2 separate regions of the Mus musculus genome follow, and region 2 is linked to region 1. Evidence: chromatin contacts called from public promoter capture Hi-C data. All regions are on one chromosome and are shown on one strand. The core of a region is the stretch at or near the end of the contact, and the rest is flanking DNA. Distances in the headings are between cores, read along the strand shown.

Region 1 (3,392 bases), core at 291-2,790:
AGCATCAAGAAGGGCCCCAGGAGTCAGTGACCTCGTGCCAAGGTTGGCATGATAAGCAAGTGGGGGTAGGGACGCAGCCCTGCCCCCCGACCCTCCCCCCACCCCGTCCTCTTCTTCCCAAGGATCTTGATACCACCCAAGGGCTATATCCCTATGGCTGCTCACCCTAGATGGACAAGGATTACAGCACCTGCAGGGCCAAACAGCACACCACACATCTGCTAGAAACCAACCCACACCCTCGCGAGACCGCACAGCAGCCTGGCAGGGTCCTCAGTTTCCCGAACGATCCCAAGACTCAGGGGCCTCCCACCTCCCATCTGAGCTCAGATGACCCAGGTAAATGGGGCCCAGAACGGTCCCGCAGCCCCTCACTAAGTCCGCCTGGGGCCGCTGGCCTCTGGTTCCCACAGCTTTTCAGTTTCGGTTCTCCAAACTGCCCTCATTTCCTCACCTGTCGTGACAAGGCTGGCGCGGTCCTCTGTCTCTCCGCTCCCTCCACGCCGGGAGCCCCGCGCCACAAGCATTTAAATCGGCATGGCCCCTCCCTATGTTGACCCAAGTCCCTTCCCCATTGAGGGCGGTAGGCGGGGCTGAAAGCCAGGTTGGGCACCCCACAGGACAGGTGGAGTGGGCAGGTGAACACAAACTAAAGCATGGGGCAGGGCTACCTCTGAGCAACTCAAGCTGGGAGAGGCTGTTGAGTTGCAAAGTCCCTCCTTTCCTCCCTCCCTCCCTCCCTCCCTACTACAAGTCATTGAAAAAGAATGCGGGCCTGCTCTGGGTTGGGAGTGGAGAGCAACATGGGCTCTGTGGCTTTTGAATGAAGTTTGCAAGGGAAATGAAGACCCACCAAAGAGAGTTTCAGTTCCCCAAACTCCTCTTTATTGCTGAGAGTGAGAGACATGCCGGGACAGTGGCGGTGCACGCCTTTAATCCCAGCACCTGGGAGGCAGAGGCAGGCAGATTTCTGAGTTCGAGGCCAGCCTGGTGAGAGACCCAACCCCACTCTGTGTGCTCCAAGCTCCTGCTCAGTCCCTGAGCATGCTCTGCCACGGTTTCCTGTCCCTATCTTCTGGATCTTGGAGTCTTCACAGCTCCTCAGTGGACTGCTCTGAGGTTTTGACCTTGTAGGAGCTGGAGTCTCTGCGGTCTTTGACAATTGGCAGCCCTGTCTGCAAGGGGTGGCCAGGCTTCATCTCACCATTCAGCTCCCTGACATTTCCCACCCCCCTGGGGCTCAAATAAGTTCCTCAGTCCATCTGAAGGACCCAGCATCAGGAGAACCTAGCATCAGGAGGACCTAGCATCAGGAGGACCTAGCTCTGAAGCCCATCCCAGCTCTCACCTTCAGAGACAGGGGTCTGTTAGTGCCCATTTGGTTGGAGGTCCAGAGCCTCAGGGTGATGACCTCAGGGGCTGGCACACTAGGAGTCCAGCACAGGAACCTTTCGTGGATCTTCTGGCTGGTTCTCCCCTTTGCTGCTCAGAGATCCCATGTCGCTAGGCCAAAGCAGATGGCACACCTCTCCTGCCCATCCACCACCACCACCACCACACCCTGATGACTTACATGTCCTGTCCTACCCCAGCTCTCACCTCTGACTGGGTCATTTTTGACCAGAAATTCATCCAAAGCTGCCCAACCACCTCCAACACGAACCATCATGGCTCCTCGAGCTGCCTATGGAGCCAGAGGTGGGGGGAGTGGGGTTATGACACCAAGCCTTCAATACAGGGGTTGGGGCAGTTCCTGGGGCTCTGTCCTCCCCACCGTTACAGGCCCACACTCACACCTGCTTACCAAGGCTCCCTGGACCTTGGGCCTGCCTCTGGCCCCTGATGCACTTGACCCTTCTGGGTTTCTTGCTCTGACCACGCTATTGGGCTGTTTCTGGCCACTGGAGAGCCCTGGCTTGAATGTGATGGAGACCTTGTGGAGAGGCCCACGTCTCCCCCAGTTATAGCTAGGCCAGCCTTGTCCCACGCTGTCCTGCTCCTCAGTTGACAGGAAGCTATCTGCAGGATCCTACTGGGAAATGTTTCAATGCTGCCTGTGGCTTCGGGTACAAAGCACACCCCAGACCACTTTATTTTATGACCAAGTCAATACAGATAGTGTCTTTACAAGACCCTGGTGTATGTTGGCTCCTTGCTGGGAGGTAAGACCAAGTCCTTTTCATGTGCCCAGATCTATGGATCTATCTGCCCTTACCTGTACCTGGTGGCCCTGTTCCAGCCGTTCCCACTGGTCCCTTTTGTCCTCGCTCCTCTTGCTATGCTCTGGCTTCCTAAGACTCCAGTTCTCCATGACCTCTGACCACCATGGCCTCCAGCTCAGTTCTTTTGGAATCTTCCCCAGGAGGCAAGCCTTAGCTCTACTCGCCAGATCCCCAGGCGGCTCCTGGTCAAGACTCATCAAAGCCAGTATCTCCCTTGGGGCTCGAGTCCAGTACTTTGGGGTGAGGGCCGGAGGCATCTCCTCTAACAAGCTGTGGGCTTGTACCACCTATGCATTAGGGGGAAATGTTAGGGAACTTGGAGGACCCCATGCCAAAATTGCCCACCACTTCACCACCTCTCTTGAGCCAACGTCCTCATCCCCCAGAGCCTCTTAGAAGTTCTGCCCAGCACTTTAGGCCTTCCAGCACCTCCAAATGGTCTTACAGAGGGTGTGGCTCAAGGACAGATGTGTCCAGTATCAATAGGCTAACCCTGGATTGCTACACAGTTACAGTACAGGCCAGAGCCTCTGGCCACTGGTCCCACCTTGATCCCCAAGGGTTCCGCTTGGCTCAGTCTATGGGGGCACAAGACCAACTTCTCTACAAGGTGGCCCACAAGCAGCAGCACCCCTTCCAGGGTGTGTATCCTGGAGAAGAGATGAACAGCCATGAGCAGGGTAGAGGGCCAGTGTGAGTGGGGTGGGAGCAGCTGGTGAGCAGGCTCACCTCTCGCAGGAGGGGCTAGACATGGCAGCCCGGCAGCCCTGCAGGTCCATCAGCAGGCCCAAGTGGCAGGTGCTCCCATAGTCAGCAGCTCCTCTCCTTCCTAGCCATGACACTGCCAGGGTTTGCTGTTCCCACAGGAACTCCTGCCGTCAGAGTAGCCTGATGTACTATCGGTTTTCAGAGCGGGAAAAGTTGAAGGGCAAAGTCTTTTTGCCTCCGTGGGTCTCAGATCTTGAGCCCTCTCCCTTACTCTGTTCATCTAGTGCCTTGCACTGTTCATCACCTTAGCAAGAGGACCACACATGCTGGCCCAGTCCTTCTACCCCTAGGCCTCTTCAGTGTAGGGAGGGCAGCCACACCCCACATTGTGCTGATGCTCAGAGCAAGGTGAAGAAAGCCAGCAAGGTCCTCCCTGTGGTTGAATTGTATCCACCATCACCA
Region 2 (3,392 bases), core at 612-3,111, 340 kb after region 1:
GCTGAAGAAGTCCACAGCTGGCTATGGAGAGAGGCAAAGATGTTAGGTTGGGGGGGGCAGGGCGTTCATGGACTTCAGACTGTAGGGCCAACCGTTGTTGCCTACCTCATAGGGATTGAAGCCTGAATCTCCGAACTGGCCTCTCTGAAGCCGGTGTACCAGGGCAACCTGCTCATCAGTTAGCCGCAGATCACGCCCTGTCATCTTGTCTTGCACAGTGCGCCTGAGGGAAAGCCAGTCAGGGCCATACTCCAGGCTTGAGGGACCACAGGTCCCGACCCAAGGTCCAACTCACCAGAAATCTGGGTCATCCATTTTGTCCAGAAACTGGTCGAGCTCATCTCGTGTCCGCAGGGGCTTGTAGATACGTTTGCCATCCAGGTCATAACCCACATGTGGGAATTCATCGTACCATGCCAGGGGCACATTGCCCACAGTGTTCCGAATGTCCTGTAGCATAGTCACCACGTCAGCACCTGTCCCTGCCATGCTTGATCCTCTTCAAACCACCCAAGGGCAGAAGAGCCACTCAAGATCAGCCTCAAGTGCCCAGAAGCCAAGTGACCCAAAATCCGCCCTAGCCTTGGCCCCGATGTCTGACGTGGCGCGGCAGGGGTGCTATGCCCCTCCCCCAAGCCCTCGGAGGCGCCTGAGCTTTACCTTCACATTTTCCACTGAAGTGATGCCAACCCTAGCCTCCCCCCTCACTGGATTCCTTGGCCAAGGCTCTGGGCAGCCACAGACAGGGATGACCTCATCGCCTATGGGCTCCCTCCCCTGGCAAAAGCCTTAGGTACAAGTGGGTAGTTTACAAGGCAGGAACCATGGGAAGACCCCACCCCAACCTCAGGGAGACAAACCTGTTCTGCTCGGCAGGTGGTCAAGGACCCCCTTCCAGCACCACTGATCCTCCCCCTCCCATTTCAGTGGGCAGAGCAGCCACATTCCTGGACACACATTCCTGGTTTCAGCCCCTGCCAGCCACCACCACCCTCACTCCTCCCAGCCTGGGGACTGCTGCCCAGGCGGCCACTTCCTGCAACAGTAGCCACAGGGAGGAGGGGCCCAGACATAACTAGCACAGATGAGTGCCAGCAGCCCCTCAGCAAGACCCCTTGGGCCTCGTCCCACTGCACCTGTCCACACCAGCCCAGAAATGCCCCATGCTCTTGCTGTACGCTCTCCACCTTGAGGGCCACTTCCGAACTGGAGGGATGGAGAGGTGCCGATCTTAGCTCTTATCCACGTGTGCACTGGCTTTGAGAAGCCCCATGAAGCATACAGCAAGGATGGGGGTGGGGCCCCCAAGCAGGATGGGTCAAAGGGGTAAGATCTGGCACAAGGCACAGGCCATGGAGTCAAGTCATGCCAACCACACACACCCATTTCTAGACTGCTACTGCTGGAGTCACCCCCATGAGTGCACACACACACACACTCTCTCTCTCTCTCTCTCTCTCTCACATACACACACACACACACACACACACACACACACACACACACACACACACGGCCTGGCACAAAAGACCCAAGTGCACATGGAAGGAGAGTCAGACAGGGTGTGGCCAGGCACTCAGGGCCAGGGCAGCTGGGTGAACTTAGGCATGCCAGGAGAGAAAGCCTCTTGATTCTTGATTTATTCTCTTCTGCCCTGTAGAATGGGTGGGATGGGCACCATTGTCTTGGGGCACTAGTAGCACCCCAGAAACGCTCCAACCAGAAAGATGCTCGGGGGCCCTCTAGGCACGGCTATTAAAAGGGAAAAGGTGCACGCACGAGCTCTGAGTAAACTCCTCCAGGCCAGAAAGGGAGGCGGAGGCCAGGCGCGGGGGAGGAGCTGACTGCTATAAAGGCACTGCTCGGCTGGCGGCCCCACTCCAGTCCGAACACATGTGCCCGCCTCACCCGGCAGCCGCCACCGCGGGGCGCAGCGGAGACCCCTGGCCCGGCGGCCTGTGGGGACCTAAAGAGGCGGCATGAGCAGCGCACGGTGGAGCTGACGCCGCGCCCCCTGCCCGGCCCATGTCCTTCGCCATGCTGCGTTCAGCGCCGCCGCCGGGTCGCTACCTGTACCCTGAGGTGAGCCCGCTGTCGGAGGATGAGGACCGCGGAAGCGAGAGCTCGGGCTCCGACGAGAAACCCTGCCGTGTGCATGCTGCGCGCTGTGGCCTCCAGGGCGCCCGGCGGCGGGCAGGAGGACGGAGGGCCGCGGGTAGCGGGCCAGGACCCGGGGGGCGGCCAGGCCGCGAGCCCCGGCAGCGGCACACAGCGAATGCGCGCGAGCGGGACCGCACCAACAGCGTGAACACGGCCTTCACTGCGCTGCGCACACTCATCCCCACCGAGCCAGCGGACCGCAAGCTCTCCAAGATTGAGACGCTGCGCCTGGCCTCCAGCTACATTTCTCACCTGGGCAATGTGCTGCTGGTGGGTGAGGCCTGTGGCGACGGGCAACCATGCCACTCGGGACCCGCTTTCTTCCACAGCGGTCGTGCGGGCAGCCCACTGCCACCGCCGCCGCCGCCACCACCACTGGCCAGAGACGGCGGCGAGAACACCCAGCCCAAACAGATCTGCACCTTCTGCCTCAGCAACCAGAGAAAGTTGGTGAGCAGGGCTGGGAGCACCGAGGGGCCCCGATGTACTCACCAGCCCACACCTGCCAGGCAGAGAGGTGCAGGGCAGGGGCAGCATTCCCTAGCATCTACACCTGCCAACAAAGCTGTGCCCAAAGGAGGGAAGGGCACAGAGGAGCCATACCTTGGGACACAGACTCCCATTGGTAGTGGTCATAGGGACCTGCAAATACAGGATCAAGAAGTAATGCTGAGATGGGCCACCCAGAAGTTCCGGGAGGGAGGGCAGGCAGCAGGAACCTGGCAGGGCAGAGGGGCCTTACTTTCAGGCTCGTTTCCCATCAAGTTGAGAAGTGAAAGGAGGTGAATTCAAGAAGTAAGAAGTATATCTATACGCTTCCATCCAGAGGGGAACAATGTGAAACAGTGAGGCAGTCAAAGGGATGCCCCCACTAGGCTGATGTGCCACTACCCCTCCGCCCCCGCAGCCCACCTCCACCCCAAGGCTTATGGGCACCTGCTGCCTCTCCCCTGGTCTACTGAGACCTGCAGTAGAGGGGCTAGGGGAGAAGGCTGAACTGAGAGATGCTGGCCAGCCATGATTTACTGCTCTGGCCGCACTTGGTGGCACCGGAAAAGCAGGGTGAGCAGGGAAAAAATACAACGGCTTTCCCCAATCCCCATTTCCTCTCCAGACAGCACGCGCAAGCTCCTGGGGCCTGAACATCTGGGAAATTTAATTTTACAGTTTCGGCTCTGCAGCAGTATACTCCCCTCCCCAAAATGCACTGTGGGGGTGGCAGGAGCCCGGGA

What was found. Capture Hi-C pulls out chosen DNA fragments and counts their contacts.
Region 2: a promoter capture Hi-C map of liver shows a contact between it and region 1. The contact joins the promoter of Scx here to the promoter of Eppk1 in region 1. A contact is called at or near these places in 1 of 115 datasets of contacts at active chromatin or transcription factors (pancreatic cancer cells) and 4 of 9 other capture datasets (adipose tissue, liver, macrophages and 1 more).

The regions. Positions count from the first base shown.
Region 1 is chr15:76,118,655-76,122,046 of GRCm38.p6, forward strand. Eppk1 (epiplakin 1) reads right to left here and starts at 1,541. Exons shown (of 3, transcript NM_144848.2): 1 at 455-1,541. It overlaps BC024139 (cDNA sequence BC024139), which reads right to left. Exons shown (of 16, transcript NM_001142968.1): 10 at 2,952-3,094; 11 at 2,770-2,872; 12 at 2,216-2,509; 13 at 1,805-2,029; 14 at 1,600-1,684; 15 at 1,349-1,482; 16 at 863-1,175. The coding sequence ends at 1,092. Gm52196 (a long non-coding RNA gene) reads left to right here. Exons shown (of 3, transcript XR_003951574.1): 2 at 1-42; 3 at 123-494.
Region 2 is chr15:76,455,577-76,458,968 of GRCm38.p6, forward strand. It overlaps Scx (scleraxis), which reads left to right and starts at 1,862. Exons shown (of 2, transcript NM_198885.3): 1 at 1,862-2,610. The coding sequence starts at 2,026. It overlaps Bop1 (block of proliferation 1), which reads right to left. Exons shown (of 16, transcript NM_013481.2): 4 at 296-450; 5 at 106-223; 6 at 1-21.